Linked DNA regions of Sus scrofa: region 1 is linked to region 2. The links are chromatin contacts, called in public HiChIP or PLAC-seq maps. All regions are on one chromosome and are shown on one strand. Each heading gives the region's core, a stretch centred on a gene start, on an enhancer-like site or on the middle of the called end of the contact. The rest is flanking DNA. Distances are from core to core; before and after follow the strand shown. Region 1 has its middle 43 kb from the start of TRIB1. Region 2 overlaps LOC102165543 (a long non-coding RNA gene).

Region 1 (3,925 bases), core at 264-2,763, 260 kb before region 2:
GATGTAGGTTGCAGACTAGGCTCAGATCCTGAGTTGCTGTGGCTCTGGCGTAGGCCGGCAGCTACGGCTCTGATTTGACCCCTAGTCTGGGAATCTCCATATGCCACAGGATCGGCCCAAGAAAATGGCAAAAAGACAAAAAAAAAAAAAAAGTTTGGCCTCTTCTTCAGTAATAACATACATGGAATTGCAGGTTCGATGTGCTAAGTATATATATATATATTTATTTTATTTTATTTTATTTTATTTTTTTGGTCTTTTTTTGCTATTTCTTTGGGCCGCTCCTGTGGCATATGGAGGTTCCCAGGCTAGGTGTTGAATCGGAGCTGTAGCTTCCAGCCTATGCCAGAGCCACAGCAACGCAGGATCCGAGCCGCATCTGCAACCTACACCACAGCTCACGGCAACGCCAGATCGTTAACCCACTGAGCAAGGGCAGGGATCGAACCCGCAACCTCATGGTTCCTAGTCGGATTCGTCAACCACTGCGCCACGACGGGAACTCCCTAAATATATTTTAAAATGTATTAAAATAAATATGTATTTCTTGAAATAATGGGAATTCCCATTGTGGCTCAGCAGTAATGAACCTGACTAGTATCCATGAGGATGCAAGTTCGAGCCCTGGCCTCACTCAGTGGATTAAGGATCCGGCAGTGTGGTGAGCTGTGGTGTAGTTTGCAGATGCGGCTCGGATCCCGTGTTGCTGTGGCCATGGCATGGGCCGTGGGTAAAGCCCTAAAAAGCAAAAAAAAAAAAAAGAGAGAGAGAGAGAGACGACGAGGACGAGAAAAGCAGTAGATGTCTTGAGGCATCCACAGTCATCCCAAGTGGCCCTTTGGGAAACTCTTATTACACAGAGCGGGGCTGGGGTCCCCGCGGAGGCTCAGAGCCCACCCACGCCCACCAGGGTTCTCCTATGAACCTCCCTCCACAGGCTGCCAGTGTTGAAATAAAGTCCCTGGAGAGGTCATTGACAGCAACGTGAAGCTCTAGCGATTAGTCACAGAGGCATACCCGGCCGCCCTCTGTGGCTGGGATTTCTGCAGGGACTGCAGAAAGAACGGGTCCAGGACCGAGGTTCTGCTGGCCCATGGATCTGAGTCTCATATGAGAAGTATGGGCCCAGGGGGACAGGGTTTTCAGGGCCTCTGGGGGCCCCTAGGCCCTGTTCACACCCACAGGGCTCAGCGGGGCACTCCTGTCTCTCCATCAGTCAGTAACCAGAGCTCACCCACCTGTCCCATCTGTTTCCTGGAGGCAGGTGACATCCCTGCCAGCCGTGGGAGCTTTGTAGGGAGAAGCCGGCTCTTGGCACCCTAGAGTGCTTGTATTTGACAAATCTGTTTTTCCTGTGGGGCTGTGTTTGCCTTGGAGGCAACGTCCTGCATCTCACCACGTGTCAGAGGTGACTGTTTAATGCCAGCAAAAGAAAACAAGCTTCACACCGCGCGGAGCTAAAGGTGAGGTGACAGCTGGCTAATGGTTGATGATTCACCTGGGTGGACGCTGAACCAGCGGTGTGAAAAGGACTGCCACCCAAGGGCTGTATCAAGTCACAGATGAGAACCGGGCTTGGCTGCCCCCAGAGCGGAGAGAGGGATTGCGACACGTTTTTCGCTAACCTCAGCTCCGAGGAGCCCGGCACTTGGGGAGTGAGGTTTAGGGAAGTCAAGCGTCCTTCAGCCTTTTTCCCAGAACAGCTGGGCTTGTCAGAAGACGCCAGTTCTAATTTCACTCTCTTCCTTCCCAGCTCTGTGACCTCAGGTGACTCCACAAAGTCCACTGCGTTTCAGTGACTTCACCTGTAAGAAGGAGATCTTACCCCCTGCCCTGCCCGCCTCCTGGGGCTGGCTGTCCAGAGCCCAGGGGATGGCACATGGAAAGGAATTAAGTGCTAATGGCCAAAGCCTGGCTGGATGCTTGGGGAGCTGAGGACCTGCCTTGGCCCCTGTCCCTGCTTTCAAGACATTTAGTTCGTTCAAATACGTGTGAATGCATGAAAATGTAATAATGCAAAGTACCAACCAAGTTCATAAAGGCTTGCCTGGGGGGCTGGGAGTGGGGAGGGACCAGGTTTGAGAGTAGAATAATTTATTTTTCCAAAATACACATTCAGGATTTCCCATCATGGCTCAGTGGTTAATGAATCTGACTAGGAACCATGAGGTTTCGAGTTCGATCCCTGGCCTTGCTCAGGGGGTTAAGGATCCAGCATTGCCATGAGCTGTGGTGTAGGTTGCAGATGCGGCTCGGATCCCGCGTTGCTGTAGATCTGGCGTAGGCTGGTGGCTACAGCTCCGATTCGACCCCTAGCCTGGGAACCTCCATATGCCCCAGGTGCGGCCCTAGAAAAGACAAAAAAAAAAGACAAAATACACAATGCATTTAGTCTTTTTAAGGAGAATGATAGAGTCAAATTGTGCCTCCAGCTTAATGAGGCAGACACAGACCTTCAGGAGGTAAGAGGAGTGAGAAAGTCCTGGGGGCATCAGTGGTCGAAAAGACCTTGTGGACCTGGCACCTTGGGCCATGAAGAAGGGACCAGTTTGGATGGACAGGAGACAGCTATGGTGACGGGCGCCAGCAGGAGCCAATGCCCCGTGACTGGTCCCAGCGGGGCAGGAATGAAGGAGGGGAGGTCGGGCTGGTAAGGAGCCAGATTCATCCTGAGCCTCAAGCACACAGAAGGAACCACGGGATAAGGGTCACTTTACTCCCTGAGTGTGCAAGGCCTGTAGCAAATACTAAAAATGTTAACACACGGTGCATTTGAGACAGCAGAGAAAGAAAACTCTCAGGTTGACCGAGGGCAGGGAAAAAGCTAAAACCATGAGCAAAAAGACCCAGGGAGAGTTAAACCACAGAAGCTATAGAAAGAAGCCGTGCTGAGGGATTTAATAAAATTTCCACATCTTAAAAGTGTACTGGGTGGGGTCTGGGAAGTGAAAGAGTTGTTTGTGTCATCCTTTTCTCCCCCAAGGAAACCAACCAAGGGCCACTCAAAACTCAGGCTTTGGCTGATGGAGGAAGCGAAGAGGGAGCCACACCTACAGCATGTGAAAAACTCTGACCTCTTCCCTCTCTGACCCAAGAGCCTTGCAGGAGATGGGCTCGGAGCTCACGATGAATGCCAACCTGGCCGGGGGTAGACAGGGGGCTGAGGGCTGGTATCCTGGGCTGGAGTCCCCTTCTGGGGCCGCAAGCCTGACTTTGGGATCAGGTGCACATCCCTGACCTCTCTGAGCCTCTGTCCCTGAGATGACAGGACAAGAACCCCTCACAGCCTTGAGCAGAAGTGGAAAGGGTGAAATGAGTCAGGGTACCACTCTCTGTCCTTGTTTATTCACAGCACCGACAAGTCACTTGGCCATGGCCATGGCAGTGAGAGGAGTTCCTCGGGAGAAAGAGCGCTTTTTCTGTTGGTTCCCCTGCAGGCAGCCTCCTGCCTGGACTCTTGGTGCCAAGATGAAGTATGAAACTCAGGGACGAATGCATGAGTTAACAGGCTTCTGCGGGTAGCCTGGGCACCACCCCACACTGGCTGTGGGAAATGCGTCCCTACTTCCAGGAGTTCCACCCGACAGATTTCCCAAAGAACACCTGACCCATGTCCGCCAGATGGAGGTCAATGCCAATGACATAGCCAACACTGTTGCTTTGGATTTGTAGATCTGACCTCTGATTCTGAAATACATGCGTGTGCAAATGAGGAGGAGGGATGTGAGAACACACAGCCGTCTTAGATGTCGTCTATTCTTGGAAATGCTAAGGCAGTTTTCTCGGGGGACCCAGCAATAGCAATTGCAGATCCCAGATCTAAGGGTCTGAATCCCAGCTCTGCATTAACTTGGAGATGTGTACTTGGAGCAAGTTTCTTTCTGTCCCTTGACCTCAGTTTGGGCATCTATAAAATGGGGGAAGT
Region 2 (3,980 bases), core at 1,154-3,653:
CAAGGATCGCGGAGAGAAATGCCTCGTGTGCTTAGGAAAAGAGGAAATGGGGTTGGTCAGCAACTGGCCAGCTTCCGCTATGGCTTTCAAGCGACAGAAGTGGACTCCGCCTAATTTTAGAATTCACTGGAGTATACTGAGTAGTTCACAGGATTGATGGGAGAGGGCTGGAGAACCAGGCGGGAACCAGGGAGGCTGGGCGCAGCAGCCACAGCCAGGGTCAGCCCTGGGCAGAACGGCTAGAACGTTGCCAGCAGCACAGCACCTACCCTCTTAACTCCATGCTATTGCCAGGCTCTTGACACCATCACATCTTTAAAAATGTCTAAAGACTTCCCGCATCTATGTTCTAACATCAGAGTTTCAGACAGACAGACAGACAGATTCTCTCTCTTAGGTCCTTACCAGTGTCCTGGATTCAAGGGATAGCTCAGGTGTTATCTCACATTTCATAGCCTGCTAAAGTTCACAAAGTGCTTTTTTTTGGGTGGGGGGAGGTGGCTGCACTTGCAGTATATGGAGGTTCTCAGGCTAGGGGTCAAATCCAATCTGTAACCTCCGACCTACATCACAGACACAGAAACACCAGGTCCGAGCAGTGTCTGTGACATATACCACGGCTTACAGCAATGCTGGATCCTTAACCCACTGAGTGCAGCCAGGGATTGAGACTGTCCTCATGGATGCTAGTCAGATTCATTTTCGCTGAGCCACAATGGGAACTCCTTTTTTCTGGCTGCACTTGCAGAATATGGAAGTTCCCAGACCAGGGATGGAACCCCAGCTGCCACAGAAACAATGCCAGATCCTTAACCTGCTGCCCCACAGCAGGAATTCTACAAAGTGCTTTTTTGTTGTCCAAATTTGAATGATAGAATTGAGACAAAAAACTGTCAGGCTGTGGTCAAAAGCTAGTTCATAGAGGATCTGGGTACAGAATGCCTGAGGGACCAGATGTATTAATTGTTTTTATTTGTTCATTTATTCATGAGCATATACTGAGCCTCAGACTATGTGTGAAGCTCTGTGCTGGGCTCCGGGGACATGGTGGTGAATATGACATGGTTCTTACACTAGTGACATTCAAACATGGAATCCACCAAAGAAGGGGCAGGACTGAGAATAGGAGAGGGCCTGAGTCTGGGAACTGTACCGGACAGGAATCAATAGATGATGCTTTTGACCTGCATCCCAGAGAGTGAGGGACCTTAACTGAAGCCTTCGAGTTCATGTTCTGAGGCTCCCTTCATTCTGGGTGCTGCCCCAAGCAAGGCAGAGGGGGAGGTGGAGCTGAGGGTCATGGAGAGACTGCAGGCCTTGGGGTCCTGCATATTCTACCTGCCAGGTAGGTGAGTGGTCTAGGATCATGTAACTTCTGAGACTTAATCTTCCACCTATAAAATGTGGATACTACTACTTACTTGCCAGGGTTACTGTGAAGACTAGTAAACAGCAAATCTAAAGAATAAATGTGCCCTTGATAATGTCAGATACAGAGATGCTTAATAAATGGTAGTTACATAGAAATAAGGGTGAGATAGAATCATTGGCTTTAAGAAACTTACTCTATACCTGGCAGGGGTGGGATGGGGGTAGGATGGGAGAGTGGCATTTGCCAGTGTGTGTGAGAGAAGAAATGAGTATAAGTCCTACATTGGATTGCTTACAAACAAGATCAGAATCCAGAGAAGAGAGAGAACAGTGTGGGCAGAGGCAAGGCTTTGTGGAAGGACCAGAGAGGTGGCCAGTTTTCAGCTTTGGTTCTATAACCAGACTCCATGGGCTCATACATGAATTCCATTTCCCTTATTAGCTCTGCGTTCTTGGGCAGATGTTATTAATTCCCTCAAGACTCAGTCTGTTCTGCTGTAAAGTGGGTATAATGGTGGTACTTACTTATTGGGTAGTTCAGGGAGTTAAATGAGCTAATTCACAGAAATGTTAGCACAGTGCCTGGCACTTAGTGACAGTGCCCTGAATCTTATTCCTGATGAAGTGAATCTTGAAAATGAATGACCTCATTGTAGTTACAAGGATACCAGTGGAGTACCTGTACACACAAAGCGTTCCTTAAATGCCTTATATTTCTTTGTATCTTCCCTCGGCCCCTGGCATAGTGGCTGGCCAGAGGTTAGTTTGCATATGAAGAAGTTGGCTGGGAGAATGATGATGGGTTAAATGGGGGCCATTCTAAGTAGGGGAAACAGCAAAAGTGAAAACAAATCAGTGGGCAATGGCCCAAATCTTCAAGGAATTTAGGAATACTGTTCAGTTTGTGAAGTCAGTTAAGCTCTCTGTCTCCCCCTGGTGGCCATAAAAAATATACACAGCTCCCTTCTTGGGCAAAGCCGTCCTCGCTTCAAAGAGAACTGTCATCTTCCTCCCCTCAAGACCCAGGAGAGGATGTGCTCTGGCTGTGATTCAGCCTCGCAGACTGATTCACGACCTGTCTCGACTGCAGTGACTTGCTCTTGGTGACACTTCCTGAGGAATAACAAACAGTGATGTAAGATCAGCTCAGGAATGAAAGAAAGAGCTGTTGTTTAAGCTCTTCTCTTTTTATCCATTCAAATTCTCTGGAACGCTGCTCTTTGACCTCCTCCTTCAGGAGCCACAGTGTCAAATAATCTCCTCTTTCTTGTGTTATTTGGGACAATTGATCATGTAATGATGACAACGGCATCGCTGGATTGTTACTCTGTGGCAGGCACTGTGCCAAACTCCACACATTTAACTCATTCATCCTCCCCAAACAACCTTCTAGGTGTTCTTTTTTTTTTTTTTTATCTTTTGTTTTTTCAGGGCCTCACCTGTGGCATATGGAGTTTCCAGTCCAATCGGAGCTACAGCTGCCAGCCTACGCCACAGCCACAGCAACGCAGGGTCTGAGCTGTGTCTATGACCTACACCCCAGCTCACGGCAACACCAGATCCTTAACCCACTGAGCAAGGCCAGGGATCAAACCTGCAACCTCATGGTTCCTAGTCGGATTCGTTTGCACTGCGCCACAACAGGAACTCCTAGGTGTTCTTTTTGATGCAGTTTTTCAGATGAGGAAGCTCAGGCACAGTGAGGAATGTGGCTAGCTCAAGGTGACACAACTAGTATTTGCAGAGCCAGGATTCGAACTCCAGAGACCTGGCTCCAGAGACTATGCACTAACAACTGTACCAGCTGCCTCCTGTTGACAAATCCTGGCTCACTGTCATCTATTACTGGACCTTTGAGGCATGAAGGTCTTGTGTCCCCAACTCGGAGCCCCTGGTGGAGGACAGTGTTCTCACACTTTCACCATCGGAAAATCTTGGAGAGAAACGGTTTGAAAAGCACATTCCTGGGGTCCCAACCTCTGAGCTGATTCAGCCCGTCTGGAATGGGGCCCAGGAGTCTGCACTGTTCATAATGGTAATGATCTCTTGTGGAGTCGAATCTTTGACGAATCACTTCCAGCCTCCCCGAGTCTCTATTTCCCTGTCTGTAGAACAGGTGTGCTAATCTTGACCTCAGTGTCACTCTTGTAAGGACCATCTGTTTAGGATGGCTCATGTTGGGTGACCAGTGTAGTGCCTGGCACACAGCGGGCATTCCTTAGATACCCCTGCCCTTGATGCTTCCTGTTTTTTTGTGTCTCCCATGGCCCCTTGGTACAGGGGAGTGTCAGCTGGGAAGCTGACAGGGAGTATCTTCAGTCGTATGCGCTATGACAAAATGGGATTTTCTGGTTCAGGAGTGGACACCTCCTCCTCTGAGTCACAGTGGTACAGTGCTTGACATAAGCCTTGGCACAGTGGGTTCAAACCTCAGCTTCCCATCTGAGCAGGATGGGGCAGTATACCTTCCTCAAGGGTTGCCGGAGAATCCTCCCATAAAAGTATACATGGGGCAGGGCTGGTATAACCTTCCAAGCATCATCCTTCTTTTTACCTGGGCCATTTCTACCCAGAGGCTGAGTGGAGTTCCAGCCAGGCCAGGGGCTGAG

What was found. HiChIP or PLAC-seq counts read pairs in DNA pulled down with a chosen protein or histone mark.
Region 1: an H3K27ac HiChIP or PLAC-seq map of alveolar macrophages shows a contact between it and region 2. The contact joins two enhancer-like sites. A contact is called at or near these places in 1 of 47 Hi-C or Micro-C datasets (embryonic fibroblasts) and 1 of 2 datasets of contacts at active chromatin or transcription factors (alveolar macrophages).

The regions. Positions count from the first base shown.
Region 1 is chr4:14,339,164-14,343,088 of Sscrofa11.1, reverse strand. No RefSeq gene overlaps it. Among named protein-coding and RNA genes, the nearest start is that of TRIB1, 43 kb to the right of the region's middle. Within about 2 kb of position 1,513, at least 19 of the 83 cell types and tissues checked have an H3K27ac peak or open chromatin away from gene starts, as enhancers often do. A contact at or near this core is called in alveolar macrophages, where this site is marked.
Region 2 is chr4:14,075,599-14,079,578 of Sscrofa11.1, reverse strand. All of the region lies in intron 8 of LOC102165543 (a long non-coding RNA gene), which reads right to left. Among named protein-coding and RNA genes, the nearest start is that of TRIB1, 220 kb to the left of the region's middle. Within about 2 kb of position 2,403, at least 15 of the 83 cell types and tissues checked have an H3K27ac peak or open chromatin away from gene starts, as enhancers often do. A contact at or near this core is called in alveolar macrophages, where this site is marked.